Linked DNA regions of Sus scrofa: regions 2 and 3 are each linked to region 1. The links are chromatin contacts, called in public Hi-C and HiChIP or PLAC-seq maps. All regions are on one chromosome and are shown on one strand. Each heading gives the region's core, a stretch centred on a gene start, on an enhancer-like site or on the middle of the called end of the contact. The rest is flanking DNA. Distances are from core to core; before and after follow the strand shown.

What was found. A called contact is a pair of places that touch in the nucleus more often than the background predicts. HiChIP or PLAC-seq counts read pairs in DNA pulled down with a chosen protein or histone mark.
Region 2: an H3K27ac HiChIP or PLAC-seq map of alveolar macrophages shows a contact between it and region 1. The contact joins two enhancer-like sites. A contact is called at or near these places in 1 of 47 Hi-C or Micro-C datasets (embryonic fibroblasts) and 1 of 2 datasets of contacts at active chromatin or transcription factors (alveolar macrophages).
Region 3: a Hi-C map of liver shows a contact between it and region 1, with 8 times the contacts expected there. The contact joins two enhancer-like sites. A contact is called at or near these places in 1 of 47 Hi-C or Micro-C datasets (liver) and 1 of 2 datasets of contacts at active chromatin or transcription factors (alveolar macrophages).

What each region holds. Positions count from the first base shown.
Region 1 is chr10:50,398,629-50,403,687 of Sscrofa11.1, forward strand. The region is part of intron 3 of PRTFDC1 (phosphoribosyltransferase domain-containing protein 1); the gene reads left to right. Among named protein-coding and RNA genes, the nearest start is that of PRTFDC1, 36 kb to the left of the region's middle. Within about 2 kb of position 2,518, at least 33 of the 83 cell types and tissues checked have an H3K27ac peak or open chromatin away from gene starts, as enhancers often do. A contact at or near this core is called in alveolar macrophages, embryonic fibroblasts and liver, where this site is marked.
Region 2 is chr10:50,614,874-50,619,932 of Sscrofa11.1, forward strand. All of the region lies in intron 4 of ARHGAP21 (rho GTPase-activating protein 21), which reads left to right. Among named protein-coding and RNA genes, the nearest start is that of ARHGAP21, 76 kb to the left of the region's middle. Within about 2 kb of position 2,653, at least 26 of the 83 cell types and tissues checked have an H3K27ac peak or open chromatin away from gene starts, as enhancers often do. A contact at or near this core is called in alveolar macrophages and embryonic fibroblasts, where this site is marked.
Region 3 is chr10:50,582,912-50,587,970 of Sscrofa11.1, forward strand. All of the region lies in intron 1 of ARHGAP21 (rho GTPase-activating protein 21), which reads left to right. Among named protein-coding and RNA genes, the nearest start is that of ARHGAP21, 44 kb to the left of the region's middle. Within about 2 kb of position 2,735, at least 23 of the 83 cell types and tissues checked have an H3K27ac peak or open chromatin away from gene starts, as enhancers often do. A contact at or near this core is called in alveolar macrophages and liver, where this site is marked.

The DNA of each region.
Region 1 (5,059 bases), core at 1,268-3,767:
AGCCACAGCAATGCAAGATCCAAGCTGTGGTGGAGTCTGTGACCTCCACCACAGCTCGTGGCAACCCCAGATCCTTAATCCACTGAGTGAGGCCAGGGATCGAACCTGCATCCTCATGGATACTAGTCAGATTCCTTTTCACTGAGCCACGACAGGAACTCCAATAATAGCAACATTTTCAGTTATCATTCCGCTTTATTTTTAAAGAATCTATACATTTTATTAGTGTCCATGCTTTGTATTCAAATTTAATTTTCTATAGAGATGCTTATGATGGTTGTCTTTCTTTAGGAAAAGCAAACGCTAAGTGCATAAATAAGAGAATAATGCAGAGGCAATGATTCAATTGTAGAGGCAACCAAGTTTTCAGAGAACAGTCTGGGGACAGAGCTGGGCTTAACTCAGTATCTTTCACAGGCTGGGCTGGGATCCAGGATAAGGAACCAGACCCAGCCTGGAGTGGGGTGCCCTGGGAAACAGACCCTGCTGCCAGCATGAGGTGAAGTCCACTGCAGCAGGAGTGATAGGTAGTTAAAAGATGGGCTGAAGGACCACAGCCTTTAGAGCTCCAAGCACTGGGCTGGTAGAATCCACCAGCTTGAGTCCTGTTATTGGTTCTCCTATTAATAAAGCCTGATATTCCCTGAGTACTTATACACTATGGCCAACTATTGTTCTAAGTGCTTTGTATGTATGAACTCTTTAAACTCTCACAGGACCCATATGAAGTGAGTGCTACTAATAACCCCCTTTCACAAGCAAGGACACTGAGGCCAGAGAGGGTAGTTGGAGCCCCAAGGACACGCAGTTGGCCAGGAAGTGGAGGTCTCTCACTCCCGACCCAGGGCTTTTAACCAGAGCACCATGGGTGCCTCTTGGAGCTGTGGAGGCTACGGGCCCCTGTGCCTAGGAGGTAGACAGGCAGGAGAAGGGAGCACCCAGTTCTTTTTAAGTGCTGGACAAGTTTCTAAGAGGAGACATGGGCAAACAGGACTAGGCCCAAATCCAGAGTACAGTGAGAATCAGATCGTGAGTACAAGGCAGAATGTCAAAGCCAGTAGGAGACACATGCTACTGAGTTGTGGGACACAAGGCTCTGGTTGCCTGCACAATGGCTCCAAAGAGTTCCAGTCCCATCTGAGGCTGGGTTTGCTCCTAGAGATGTGATGAGGTGAGGGTGGGGTAGAGCGACTTAGCTATCAGAGGAGAGGGCTGTGCGCCTGGGAAGGAGGCAGAGCCTGGCCCACCAGGCAGTGTGTGTACCAGGAGTGTTGATGGCCTCACATGCCTCAGGGTTTCAGCTAGGGTTCATGCCCCTGGGTTGCCTGCTGGACCCTTGAATCTTTAGCATACTGCGTATATACAGTAAGTATATATGCTGAAAATCATTTTAATCCATTCGTACCTGACCTTTTCCCAAAACAGTATGTGGTATTTTATTAATTATGTCCAGACGATTTCTAACTTTTGACACAAAAGTAATTGCTGACAATCAAAATCCTTGCCCTCATTTTTAAGTTACATTATTTTTATCAATATTTTGTAACTAATCTAGAACATAAAAGCTAACATCAAGACCATAAAGCCAGAGTTCCCATTGTGGCTCAGTCGTTCACGAACCTGACTAGTATCCATGAGGATGCAGGTTCCATCCCTGGCCTTGCTCAGTGGGTTAAGGATCCAGCAATGCCGTGGGCTGTGGTGTAGCTCGCAGACGCAGCTTGGATCCTGCATTGCTGTGGCTGTGGCTGTGGCTGGCAGCTACAGCTCCAATTTGACCCCTAGCCTGGGAACCTCCATAAGACGCGGGTGCGGTGCTAAAAAGACAAAAAAGACCAAAAAGAAAGTCCATAAAGCCTTTATGAAATTACATATTCCATAAGTATTTTATAAACTATACGGACTTCATATTTTAAGAGAGTTACCAAGTAATAATTTGTATTTGAATGGGAAAAAGTAGTTGGGTATGATAAAATGACTTGGGGAAAATGTTTTGGGGGAAATTATTCTTTAAAAATCCTTTATGATGGTCATTGTGCTATAATGCAGTTTGAATTTAATGTTTTTTATTCGCATTTTAGATTTTAATATGGGTTACTTTATGAGTTTGCCATTATTAAGTGCAATATTAATCATTAACATCTTAGGTAATTTCAACATATATTAAAACGCCTGGGATTCATAGGTTTCATGACATGAATGATTTCACTTTCTTTTTATTAATTTGGAATTCATTTAGAGGATAGGTTTGAAAATATTTCTTTTTTGTGTGTGTGTTTGCCTAGTATTATCTTCTGGAGAACAGTAATGGAATTCAAACAGTCATTGACAAATTAGAGTCTTCCATGAAAACAGGATGACTCTCCGGGAAGGAAAGGGCACAGCAATACGTCAAGGGCCCCGAAACTCACGCCAGAGACTGAAATGACTGGGCAGAAACGCCTCTGGAAGGGCTGCAGCAGTCTCTCTAGACAGTAGTTGTGATGAATCAGCAGTGCTCTTTGCGACGAATGTTAATCTGATATAGCAGTGGGGAAGTGCTGGTAGGCATGTGACTCGTGGAAGCCAGCAATCACTCCTTCCTCTCTCACCAGCCCCTGCAGAAGTGCGGGTGTGGGCTTACTGCTCTGCTAACCTCTGTGTGCTGTTTTGGTCGTAGAGCCTCTTCTGATTCGGAAAGGCAACTGGAAGAGACTAGAATTCCAGTAAGGGCAAGGTCATCTTGGCCTCTGTTTAAGAGATCTGAAAAGGGGAGTTCCCGTTGTCTCCCAGTGAGTTAAGAACCCGACTAGTGGAGTTCCTGTCGTGGCTCAGCAGTTAATGAACCTGACTCGTATCCATGAGAATGTGGGTTCGATCCTTGCTCAGTGGGTTAAGGATCCGGTATTGCCATGAGCTGGCTACAGCTCCGATTGGACCCCTAGCCTGGGAACCTCCATATGCCATGGGTGCACCCCTAAAAAGAGAGATCTGAAGAGGGAATGTGAACACATTAGCCCTCCTCATCCTATGAAGATAATTTATTTTAAAACAATTTTTATTGAAGTGTAGTGGCTATAAAATATTATATAAGATACAAGTGTACAATACAGAGATTCACAATTTTTAAAGATTATACTCCATTTATTTTATTGTAAAATACTGGCTATATTCCCCATATTGTACAGTATATGCTTGTAGCTTATCTTTTTTGGTTGTTTGTTTGTTTTGTCTTTTATGCCATTTCTTGGGCCACTCCCATGGCATATGGAGGTTCCCAGGCTAGGGGTCAAATCGGAGCTGTAGCCACAGCAACGTGGGATCTGAGCCACGTCTCTTGTAGCTTATTTTTTACCTAATAGTTTGTACCTCTTACTCTCCTGCCCTTATGTTGCCCCTTCCTATTGAAGATAAGTTCTTAAAGATGCAAATAGGATTTTCCCCTTACTCTACTATTTCCAAGTCCAAATCACTTAGGAAGAAATTAATTATGCCTGTATTATTTGTTCTTTTAATCACTTCTAACTGTTGTTGAATTTTAGGTAGGGAAATACTTAACCACGGTAGAAAGAGAGCCTGGCTTTATTTCTTTGTTTAAAGCAAAATCCACTCACTTTTAATGCAGATCAATTTGGACCAGCAAAAATGGATAATTTTTCTGATTTTTTAGGTAGTGTTCTTGTAAGAGTTAGTTTTGTTAGTAATTTTGGATGATTGATGAGTATATTTTAATATGAAAACCATCATATAATTCAGTTTGTTTTGGTTATCGGATAAATTTAAATATTTCAGAAGAGATGCAGACTTTTTCAGGGATAATGGTTTTTCTGTCCCCAGCACTGCTGAGCTAATCTCTCCATACAGAACACACATACTAGAATAAATTACCCCGAATGTTATTTGTACAAATTCTTAAATTAAGATCTCTTTCCACTGTAGTAGTATGGTCATAGTACTATGCCTGGGTATTTGGAAAATTGAGTTAGGATTATCCAAACTAATAATAGTAATAATAAGTAATTGTCTACCTGTAAAAGTACAGATTTAAGTGCTTTACAAATATTAATGCATTCATGCTAGCCACAGCCTGATGAGTTAGATTATTATTATCCTCATTTTACATTTGAGGAAAGGGAACCACAGAAAGTTTAAGAAACAGTGCCAAGATCACGGAGCTGGTAGGGGGTGGGCAGAGGGATAGACCCAGCTGAGATGCACATCTAGGCACCCTGACTCATGAAGGCCTGACCGTGTCTCCACGCTGCCTCATTTCTGCATTCATCACTGCAGGTTGCTGTGGCAAGGACCTCATTTCTCTGAGCTCTCCTGCCTTCTTTTGTAAAATGACAAGGTCAGCTTTCAAGATCAGTGGGGCTCCTGACAGATGCGAATTTATGGAATCTTTAAGATCCTGGGATGTCTGCATAAAAATGATGAATTGACCACACATACCTGAATTATATTCTCCACTAAAATGACATTTATATATTTTATATACACTATATATAAAATCACATGACACCCTGAGCAGGAGATGAGACAAGAGTGCTGGAGATAATGGACTGAATAGCCCGGGGCTGGGTAGAACCCAAATGCCCACCAGAATGACACTGGGTGCGAGTTAGGCAGGGCCTTGAGAGACCCAGGGCTCCAGAGGTGTCAGTCCAGCAGATAGCGGGCTGACATCTGTACAGACCATTTGGACCTCCTGGTTCCCGCCTCCATTGTTTGAAGTCAGGTGCTCTCTTCCCCTTTCCAACCCACCCTCATCCGCCTCTTCCACGGTCGCAGAAAACTGAAGATGAATTTTTCAGAAAAAAAAAAAAAAATGAGCCAAAAAGTACCAAAAGTGTGGACATCAGTTAAAGCAGAGACCTGGGAGAATTCAGCTAAAATTTCTAGATAAGATCCTGGGACCATCACCCCCTTCCTCAGCAGCCAGGTGTATCAATACCGCCAGCCCCCCATCAATGAGATACTGAGGTTTGAGAGTGAGTGTTCTTCTCTAGACAAACTGAACGGTTCTGAAGAAAAGACCTCCATCTATTGCATTTGGGAGTCCCTCACTGAAAAGGACAGG
Region 2 (5,059 bases), core at 1,403-3,902, 220 kb after region 1:
ACTTCCTTGAGATAGTGATTCAAATGTCACCTGTTAGAGGACTTCCCTGACCGTTTCATAAACATAGTCTAACAGCCCTGCCCCCAGCTCTCCCTGCCCTGCTCACTCTGCTTATTATTCTCTGTGACACTTTTCACCATCCTCCACACTACTTACTTCTTTTGAACATTTTCCCGCCTCATTTGGATAGGACCTTTATTTTTTTATTTTTATTTTTATTTATTTTTTATTTTTTATTTTTTTTGTCTTATTGGGCCGTACCCGCCACATATGGAGGTTCCCAGGCTAGGGGTCTAATTGGAGCTGTAGCCTCTGGCCTACGCCACAACCACAGCAACGCTGGATCCTTAACCCACTGAGCAAAGCCGGGGATCGAACCCACAATCTCATGGTTCCTAGTGGATTCGTTTCCACTGTGCCACAGTGGGAACTCCAGGACCTTTATTTTTTATAACAGTTCATTGAATGTGTACACAGGGTGGTAGAAGATGAAGGTGCAAAATAATTGCAAGAAGTGCAGCAGCAGAGGTTTGTACAGTCATGGCTGGGTCACAGCTCAGCCAGTCACCTTACCACGGGGAGGGTTTCTCAGATGGGTTGTGCTTTGTGCCGAATGGGATTTCATCAGGATGAAGGAAAAACTGCATTCCAGAACAGATTTCAGAGGTACTTAGAAGTTCCATTTGCCCAGATTTGGTGGTAGGACTTGGGAGTGGATTTATGTCCCCAGTTAAAGATGACTCATGGAGGACTGGACTTAGCTTTTCTGGCACGAGTGAGTGGAGAGACGGAGGTGAGCAGATAGATGCTGGAAGGGAAGCACATCCACCTCCTTCCCCTGGGACGTGACTTCCGTTTGGGATGAGTTACATTTCTGATGCCAATAGACTGTTCCTCATTACACGTCTGGGTGTGGAGCTCGTAAAGAGAGGTGGGATTGAATCCAGACTTGGGGGAGTCATCATCATATATGATGATGGGCCTTATCATCAAGCCCCGTGCACAAATAAAGCACCATCCGCAGACAGCAGGAAGACGAACAGCCTCAAGGTAGAGCCCCAAGGAGGCCACATCTAAGAGCTGGTCAGAGAATGAAGAATCAGAAGGGAAATCTGAGAACAGGGTATTGGAGGGTAGGAAGATAACACGGGGAGCTGATGGCTAGCTAATGAAGAGGTGATCATTTTAGGGGAGGGTGGATGACTTGTCATTTGTCCGAGAGAATTGTTAGGATGGGCACTAAAGGATACTGTTGAACTTGACTGAGAAGTAACAAATTGTAAAGTTATGGAGAACAGTTCCAGTGCTGTGGGCAGAGGGGATCCGGAAACCAAGTATCAGGGGCTGTGACATAAATTAGAGCTGAGAATGGATGGGAGACACACACACACACACACACACACACACACACACACACACACACACCACACACACACACACACACACACACACACACACACACACACACACACACACACACACACACACACACACACACACACACACACACACACACACACACACACACACACACACACACACACACACACACCACACACACACACACACACACACACACCCTCCTGTCCCGGGGGTGGGTGCTCATCAGTGTCTGAGAAACCCTGAATTAAAAGAAATGAGGGCACCTGAGTGTAGACTATTCTTCAAGAAGTTTGAGAATGAGGGGATGGAGAATGAGAGAGAGGATAGCCGTGTGGCAGGAAGGGTGACATTTTACTCTGAAGTTTGAGAAGCTTTTGCGTGTTGTCAGATCTGGAGAGGAGAAGAGAGTTTGGCTGAAGTTTTACACTTGGGAAGAGACCGTTGGGGAGCAAAGTCCCAAAGAACGCTGGTGGCAGGTCGTCACCTGAGAAAGAGCAAAGGGAAGTAAGGGTAGGCGGAGGTTTTTTTAAAAATGAGAACACAGCAGTTGGGATGGCGTCAAGTAAGCAATAAGGTTATCCAATCATGTGAAGAAATCAAGATGGCAGAGCAAGGCTAAGAAGGTGATTAGAAGCTTGAGACAGCAGCCTTGAGGGGATGGAATTAAAATACTCTAGTGAGTCGTGTCAAGCCCTGAGCTGAACTGGGAATCTAATGCAGCGGGTTACGCAGTTTTACTCAGCTGAAATCTCAGGCCAAGAAGCAAGAGAGATGAAGGGTCTGGTTGGAATTCTCCATAGTGGGACATTGGCAGATGGAATGCATTGGAAGGTCAGAGGGGAAAGGAAGTTGAGGTTGTGGTGAATTTGGCTGCACTATTGCCAGAGTGATTTCTGAGGGAGGCTGATGGTCTCGAAGGCCAGAGAGGACTTAAGGGCCTGAGAAGGATGAGGGGCAGGTTTAATTGTGGGGTTGGCCAGTGGTAAGGTCAGAGGTGAAAAGATAACTCGTGGGTATAGCACTGCAACAAATGCTTCTGGGTTTGCAGAGAGCCCAGAAATCTAGCACAACTGGAAGAGCAGGGCTGCGAATCCACACGTGGTACATACTTTGTGAAATTCCTGAAACTTCAGAGAAAAAAAAAAAAAAAGATGCTTCGTAAACTTCAAATACTCCAGGAGACAGATCCCAGGACTCTTTTGTTCCTTGCAGGGTAATCAGCTCCTGGCACTTTGTACAAGCTCAGTAAATATTTGTTGAATGAATAACACCCTCCAAAGCCTTTCTTGCCTTGGTAGTTTATAATGCCGGAAAATTTTGGCTCACGTCTGACACCTAGTGGTTTGTATTCAAATTACTATTAAGTGGCAGCATTTTTCTTCTATTTGAGGAAAATCCTGCAGATCAGCAGCAATACAGTAATCGCATTGTTCCTGAAACAAGTCTCTGAGTTTGTTTTGGGCAGTCTTGCTGTTGGCATTTACTAGACTTTAGTTTGAATCAGTCAGCAGTAAATATTTATTGAATATCCACTATATGCCAGACACTGTGGGCCAGAGATCTTCATGTGATGTGTCTTCTCCTGCATATCTGACCTCAGTAGATTTGAATACATGGGCAGAGCATTCCACTGGGAGTGGGAAAACTTGTTCTGGAACTTAATTTTAGGTTCTATTGTGATTTTACCCCTGAGACCTTTCTAAATTTATTTCATAGCTTTTGGTGCTACCATTTCTGTGTCATGAATGCTTTTCATTATTGTTGGGTGGCTTTTAGGAAGATGAACGTAGAAGGAAGGCTTCGGTGTTTTGTCGGTTGAGTGATCCATGTTGTGCAGAATGCTACACAATATGGAGAACTGTGAATGGATTTTGTTGTCTTTCCTTCAAGAAGTAAAAGTTCTTATCTGTTAGCGATGCCGATTGAGGCATTTAAAGTATTTATTAATGAATTGACCTGATCCCTGGGATTTGCTTTAAAATACTTGAGGAAAAAAATGTGAGTGTAAATGAAACAAGATGACAGATTTTTAGTAATTGTTTAAATTATATTCATGGGGGAGTCCCGTCCTGGCTCAGCAGGAAACAAATCTGACTGGTATCCTTGAGGACGCAGGTTCAATCCCTGGGCTCCCTCAGTGGGTTAAGGATCCGGCGTTGCTGTGAGCTGTGGTGTAGGTCGTAGATGTGGCTCGGACCTGGCATTGCTATGGCTGTGGTGTAGGTTGGCGACCGCAGCTCTTGATTCGACCCCTAGACTAGGAACCTCCATATGCTGTGGGTGTGGTCCTAAAGAGGTCCCCCCCCCAAAAAAAAAGCTATATTCCTGGGGGTTATTCTGCTGTTTTACTCTACTTCTATGCTGGACATTTTCCACACTTTATAAAAAGTAAACCAAAAAAAATTAGATGGGTGTGGGTTGAAAGAAAGTTTGTCATCAAGTTAGAAGATGATCTGCTTTTTATTTTTTTGGCCGCGCTTGAGGCATGTGGAAGTTCTTAGGCCACGAATCGAGCCCATGCCACATCAGCAGCCTGAGACACTGCAGTGACAATGCCAGATCCTTAACTGGCTGAGCCACCAGGGAATTCCTGATCTGTGTTTTACTTAATTTTTTTATTTTTTTGTGCTTTTTAGGGCCGTACCCGTGGCTTATGGAGGTTTCCAGGCTAGGGCTCTAATCAGAGCTGTAGCTGCTGGCCTATACCAGAGCCACAGCAAATGCCAGATCCGAGCCACATCTTTGACCTACATACACCACAACTCATGGCAATGCTGGATCCTTAACCCACTGAGCGAGGCCAGGGATCAAACCCTCAACCTCATGGTTCCTAGTTGGACTTGTTTTCACTGTGCCATGACAGGAGCTCCCTGATCTGTTTTTTAATATTTAGCAGTTTTTTGGACTTCACTTTGTTCCATTTGATGTTACTTGAAAAAGAGGTTGAGTATCAAGGATGTATTTATTTGTAGTAGGTGAAATGTGATCGAGAACTGACAGGTGACTTTCTGCTGACATTGTCTAGAGATTATTGGAACTTTGGATTTTGAAGCTCAGAATTGTTGGAGCTACAGATTGGAGGCTTGGGAGATACGATTTTAAAGTACTAGCCATCACTCTGGAAGTGAGTGCATTTTAAGTGGAAATTTAGGAACACCTAGATTTTAAAAGTTAGAATGCATTTTTTTTCCTTAGTGCTTCTCCCTTACCAAAGGGAAAAATGGACTCAATAATCTGCCAGAACAGTTGTCTTAAATTGGATTCTACTTAATACTCATGTAGGATGTATTTATCTTATGATACATATGGATTTTTGATGTTGGGCAGTGTGTCTCTGTTGGGCTCTGAAGTTAGTTTTATATGCCATCAATATAACCCTTCCCCCAAATTAGAAGCCCATTTTCAACTATGAAAGAACAGCTATGAAATTTTTTAGGCAAACAGAAGACAAAGGGAAAAATGTGGCTTCTAAATGCTTGCCACCTGTCTTTGTCATCTTAACATTTTAAACCCCCCCCCTTCCTCCTCTTGTCTTTCTAGGATGTAAATGATTAGAAATGGTCAAGGCCCTTCTAGCTCCTTTTCTTTTTTCTTTCCCCAGAGGTAGCGGTTAGCCTGAAATTTGGGGTTTATTACTCCCTCTGTTTTTTTGCCTTACTAGATCCTCAATCCCAAA
Region 3 (5,059 bases), core at 1,485-3,984, 180 kb after region 1:
CTGGGTATTTGATATTTTGTATATTGAGTTTCTTCTGTTTCAGGAAAAGGCAAAGGGGTGGAGGAACTATCCCATTTCCACAGTTCGGTAATTCTGTGTCGATTCGATGTGACCCCCTTGAAGCTCTCCACCTTCTTCCCGGTCACCAGGGAAAGCTTCTTGTAGGGCAGAGCTTACCGTATGTGGCAGGAGGTCCTTGCCCTCCTGGAAACAGCTGACTATGGTAGCCTACACTCACTGAGAGCTAATAAGTAAATAATCATGATTTCCTATGATGTGGGGTGCCTTCACCCTAACTGCCGTACAGAAGACTGTATGTTTACGGATCTAGAAAACCATTTCAGCATCCTTTATGACCCATTTTCCCAGTTGCTCCTGATTCATTGGAGTAATGCTTTTTGTCTCGTCTGTCCTACTTTTGTTGGACCCTCATAAATAGTTTGGGTCACCAAGAATTGTGTAACTGTGGGTGCGTTACTCAGTGTTCTATAAAATGGGGAATGACCAAGCTGGATTGTTTTATCTTAACGTTTGCTTCTCGCTTCATAAAAGTCTGTGAAATTTGTCCACAGTTTAGGCTCATGAAATTGAGTCAGCTCTTGACATTGGTTGCCAGTGTAGTGCCTTTGATAATCCAAAATCAACAAAGACTGAGAAAACTTACTTGTGTGTACGTTTAATGAGATGAGTCTCTGACATTCTAGGGCATTACAGTGCTTCAAGCAGAATAGTGAAACCACATGATACGGGTCCAACCTTCTGGACCCCTGTGCCTGTGTGCACGCTCGGTGTCTCTGTGTCTGCATCATTTCATTGGTAGCTAGGATGAATTGAAACTTGAGCTTGCCTCTTAATTTGGCGATTTCTGTCTGCCCAAGGATAGGGAGGTGATTTCTGCCCAAAGGATAGGGAGGTGATTGTTTTTAACCTAAAAATACAACCTTTTCTCTGATTCAGAGTAAATAAAATTTTATTCCTATCCCAAAATAAGTAGCTTCTGGAAAATAACTATTATTTGGTCATAGAGCCTCTTTATCGGAAAATACGTGTTAAAAAATAGACGTCTGTGTTTGAGTTTATGTCTGCGTCATTATCATTGTCTACTTGATGTGAAATAGAACTATATGCACTTACTGTCTCAAATGAGAAAAATGAGGAAGTAGGTAAAGCGAGTCATTCCCCAGCAAAGTTTTAACATAATTGGTTTTTTCTATTATCCTTGTTTTATGCAAACTTATTAATTCCTTTAAATTTACTTTCTTTTTTGTGTCTTACTTGTCAGAATTTATACTGGACCCTAGAATAAGAAGACCTAGATCCCCTCTCTCCTCAGGAAGCTGGTCTAAGATTGAGAAGATAGATGTATAAACAAGTAATTATAATACAATAGGGTACATCCTATGCTGCAGGTGCTCTGTGAGATACAGGGCCTGGGAAACCGCTTCTGAGTGTTGCCGTCCTGGTTGGGAGATTCTGCTCTAAGGCACATTGTGTCTAAGGAAGGAATGGGTTATTCAGTTAGCACAGATGAAATTTTCAACACACAACTAGTCAGCAAGGGGGTGGGCCCCACAGTGCAGGTCGATGCGAATGTTCCTGTTCATGCCTGTTCCTTACAGAAAATCTGAATTGTTTAGCAAAAAGAAACATGCCCCCTTATTCCAGATGGTTTGTGTGTTGTGTGTGTGGGTGAAATTTCACTTTGGGTTTCAAAGTGTTAAGTTGCTTTGCTAGAATGATTAATTCATTAAGATAATTTTAGTCATTCTGTAACATTTTACTCTTACCATTTCCCCTCAGTATTGTATTTTGGGCATTTCCCCATGCCTAGATTCCCCCCCCCCCCACAATTCTGGCTTTAGTAGCTGTATCATAATTTATTGATGGAATCAATATTAGGATTCTTGAGGATGAACATCGTATACTACTTTCTTAGGCTTTATCATGAACAATTCCTGGAATATACTAAGAAGCCATCCCCGTTCTATTTAAAGTACAAGTAATTATAAAAGACTAAGGGTTACATAGTTGCTGTGTGTACAGGGATTCTTTCCTAACTCTCTTGTGTTTGCCTTCAGGACAGCCCTGCATCTTTGACCTCTGGCAAACATTTAGACTTTGTACTTTTTTTTTTCTTTTAAATATCTTTGTTGAAGTGTAATTTACATGCCATAAACTCCACCCACTGTGAGTGTATGTGTCTGTGGCTTGTAGCAGATTTACATGGTTGTGAAACTTTCTTTACAGTCTACTTTTAGGACATTTTCATTATCCCCAAAGGTGCTGTGGTATCCGTGTGATCCCCTCCGTGAGGTTTTTATTACTTTTATTGTTATATGATGAATGCTTCCCCCTCCTACTTTCTCTTCCTCCTCTTGGCTTTGTCTAGTTTGTTATATCTAGTTTTTATCCTTTATTTTGGTTTCTTTTAACCTTGAGTTATTATAATTCAATCGAGTGACCTTGTTATGAAGTCTTTTAAGGGAATCAGATGACAGTTGTTTGTCTGCAGGAATTTAACTACTGTGATTCCAGCCAGTTCCTGGCTTCTTACACCCTGATGCTGTGGGGACGTGAATTGGTGCTCGTGGTGGGGAGATGATACATGTGTAGAGAGACAAAGTGAAGGGTCTTCTCCGGTGGAGAAGCCTGACTGCTGTGTCCTTCACAGTGTGCCTGCAGTGCGTCCTTGTTATAAAACCTAACAGATCAGAGGCTCTGCGGGTTGGGAGGAGAAGGAGGGAGGAAGGCGCGTATGTCTAGCTTTTCATCTTCTCTTTCTATGCAGAATGAATTTTAACCCTCCTTCTTCCCTGTAGGGAAAAGGTAGGAGACTAGAGGGGATTCAGTGGGCCTTCTTGGGAGGGTGAAATAATTGAGATGCCGGAGCTTTGTTGCATCAAAAAAAAATGTTAGTTTGTAGGGAGCAAAAAAAGAAATTGCTTACTCTTTAATTTTCTCCATTTTTGTAAAGAACTCAGTAGAACAGGACACAGCAGGCTCAATTCAGAAACTTGAAGCATGACGCTATGATCCAAGAACCTTATCTATGTGGTTCAAAGGAAAAGGAAAGGAACCTTGACGACATTTCAGGGCTGTGAGGCCAAATAATAATAATACAATAGAAATAAATTGAATGCATCTAAGATGTTTCAAGTTGTAAAATTAGAGTTCTGCAGAAAAATAAAATTTAAAATGACATCAAAGAGCTATTGGGAAGAAACGATGGAGACTACACAGTAGAAGAAATGATGAAATATAATATGACTCAGGGGAAATATTCTAGCCTCAGATTCAGGAAACCGTGACTTTAATTTTTATCCTGATAGTAGCCAGCAGTAATCTTGGACAAATCACTTGCCTAATCTGGGTCTCAGTATCCTCGAGTGTAATAGGAAGGGGTTTGCTTATATTGATTAAATCTTTTTTTTTTTTTTTGCTTTTTAGGGCCGCACCCTGGCTTATGGAATTCCCAGGCTAGAGGTCTAATCAGAGCTACAGCTGCCAGCCTACACCACAGCAACACGGGATCCGAGCCGCATCTGTCCACCACAGATCACGGCAATGCTGGATTCTTAATCCACTGACCAGGTCCAGGAATCAGATTTGTTTCCGCTGTGCCACCAGGGGAACTCTGCCACAATGGGAACTCTGATGAAATCTTAAAAATTCTTTCATGCTGTGGAGTTCCCGTCGTGGCGCAGTGGTTAACGAATCCGACTAGAGAACCATGAGGTTTCGGGTTCGATCCCTGCCCTTGCTAGTTGGTTAACCATCCGGCGTTGCCGTGAGCTGAGGTGTAGGTTGCAGACGCAGCTCGGATCCTGCGTTGCTCTGGCTCTGGCATAGGCTGGCAGCTACAGCTCTGATTAGACCCCTAGCCTGGGAACCTCCATATGCCACAGGAGCGGCCCAAGAAATGGCAAAAAGACAAGAAGAAGAAAATTCTTTCATGCTGTGAAATTACATTAGGAGATGGCAGCGAAGCACATGAAAAGGGGTTCATCGTTGGCCATGAGGGAAACGCAAATATTACCACAACAGGATATCACCACACACCTATCACACTGGTGAAATAACGACAATAACCAAAAGCCATCAAGAATGCAGAGAGAGGGAGTTCCCTTCGTGGCTCAGTGGTTAATGAACCCAGCTAGGGTCCATGAGGATACAGGTTTGATCCCTGGCCTCGATCAGTGAGTTAAGGATCCGGTATTGCTGTGAACTATGGTGTAGGTCGCAGAGGTGGCTCAGATCCTGCGTTGCCATGGCTGTGGTGTAGGCCGGCAGCTGCAGCTTGATCCGACCCTTAGCCTGGAAAGTTCCATATCCCATGAGTGTGGCCCTAAAAAGCAAAAAAAAAAAAAAAAAAAGAGCCCAGAGAAACTGGATCACTTATATACATGGCTGGTGGAAATTTAAAATGGAACAGTCACTCTGGGAAAGTTGGGCAGTTTCTTAAAAAAACTGAACATGCAATTACCATACATAAAACCCAGCAACAGCACTCTTGAACATTTATCCCAGACACATGGAAAATACGTTAATACACACCTGTACGTGTATGTTCACAACACATTTTTCATAATTATCAAAAACTAGCAACATCTGGATGTCCTTAAAATGCACTGCGGTACATCCATACTGTGGACTACTACTCCACAACGAAGAGAAGCAAATTAATACAGGCAACATGCTGCATGAATCTCTAGGGAATTATGCTGAGTGGGGAAAAAAAACCCCGAAAGTTTACAGACTGTATGATTCCATTGATCTAATATTCTTGAAATGACAAAATGATAGCAATATGGAGCACATTAGTTGTTGTCTAGGGTTAGGGAGTGGGTGAGAGGAGAAGTGACAAGTGGACATGGTGATGAAGGGACAGCGGTGGGGCTCTTCACTGGTGATGGAAGTGTTCTGTATCTTGCCTGTGGTGGAAACACAAACCTGCACATGTGATCAGTCTGCAGAGAACTGCACACACACCCACACACATGAGTACAAGCGAAACTGGTGAACTCTGAATAAGATGGATGGATTGTATCTATGTCAGAAT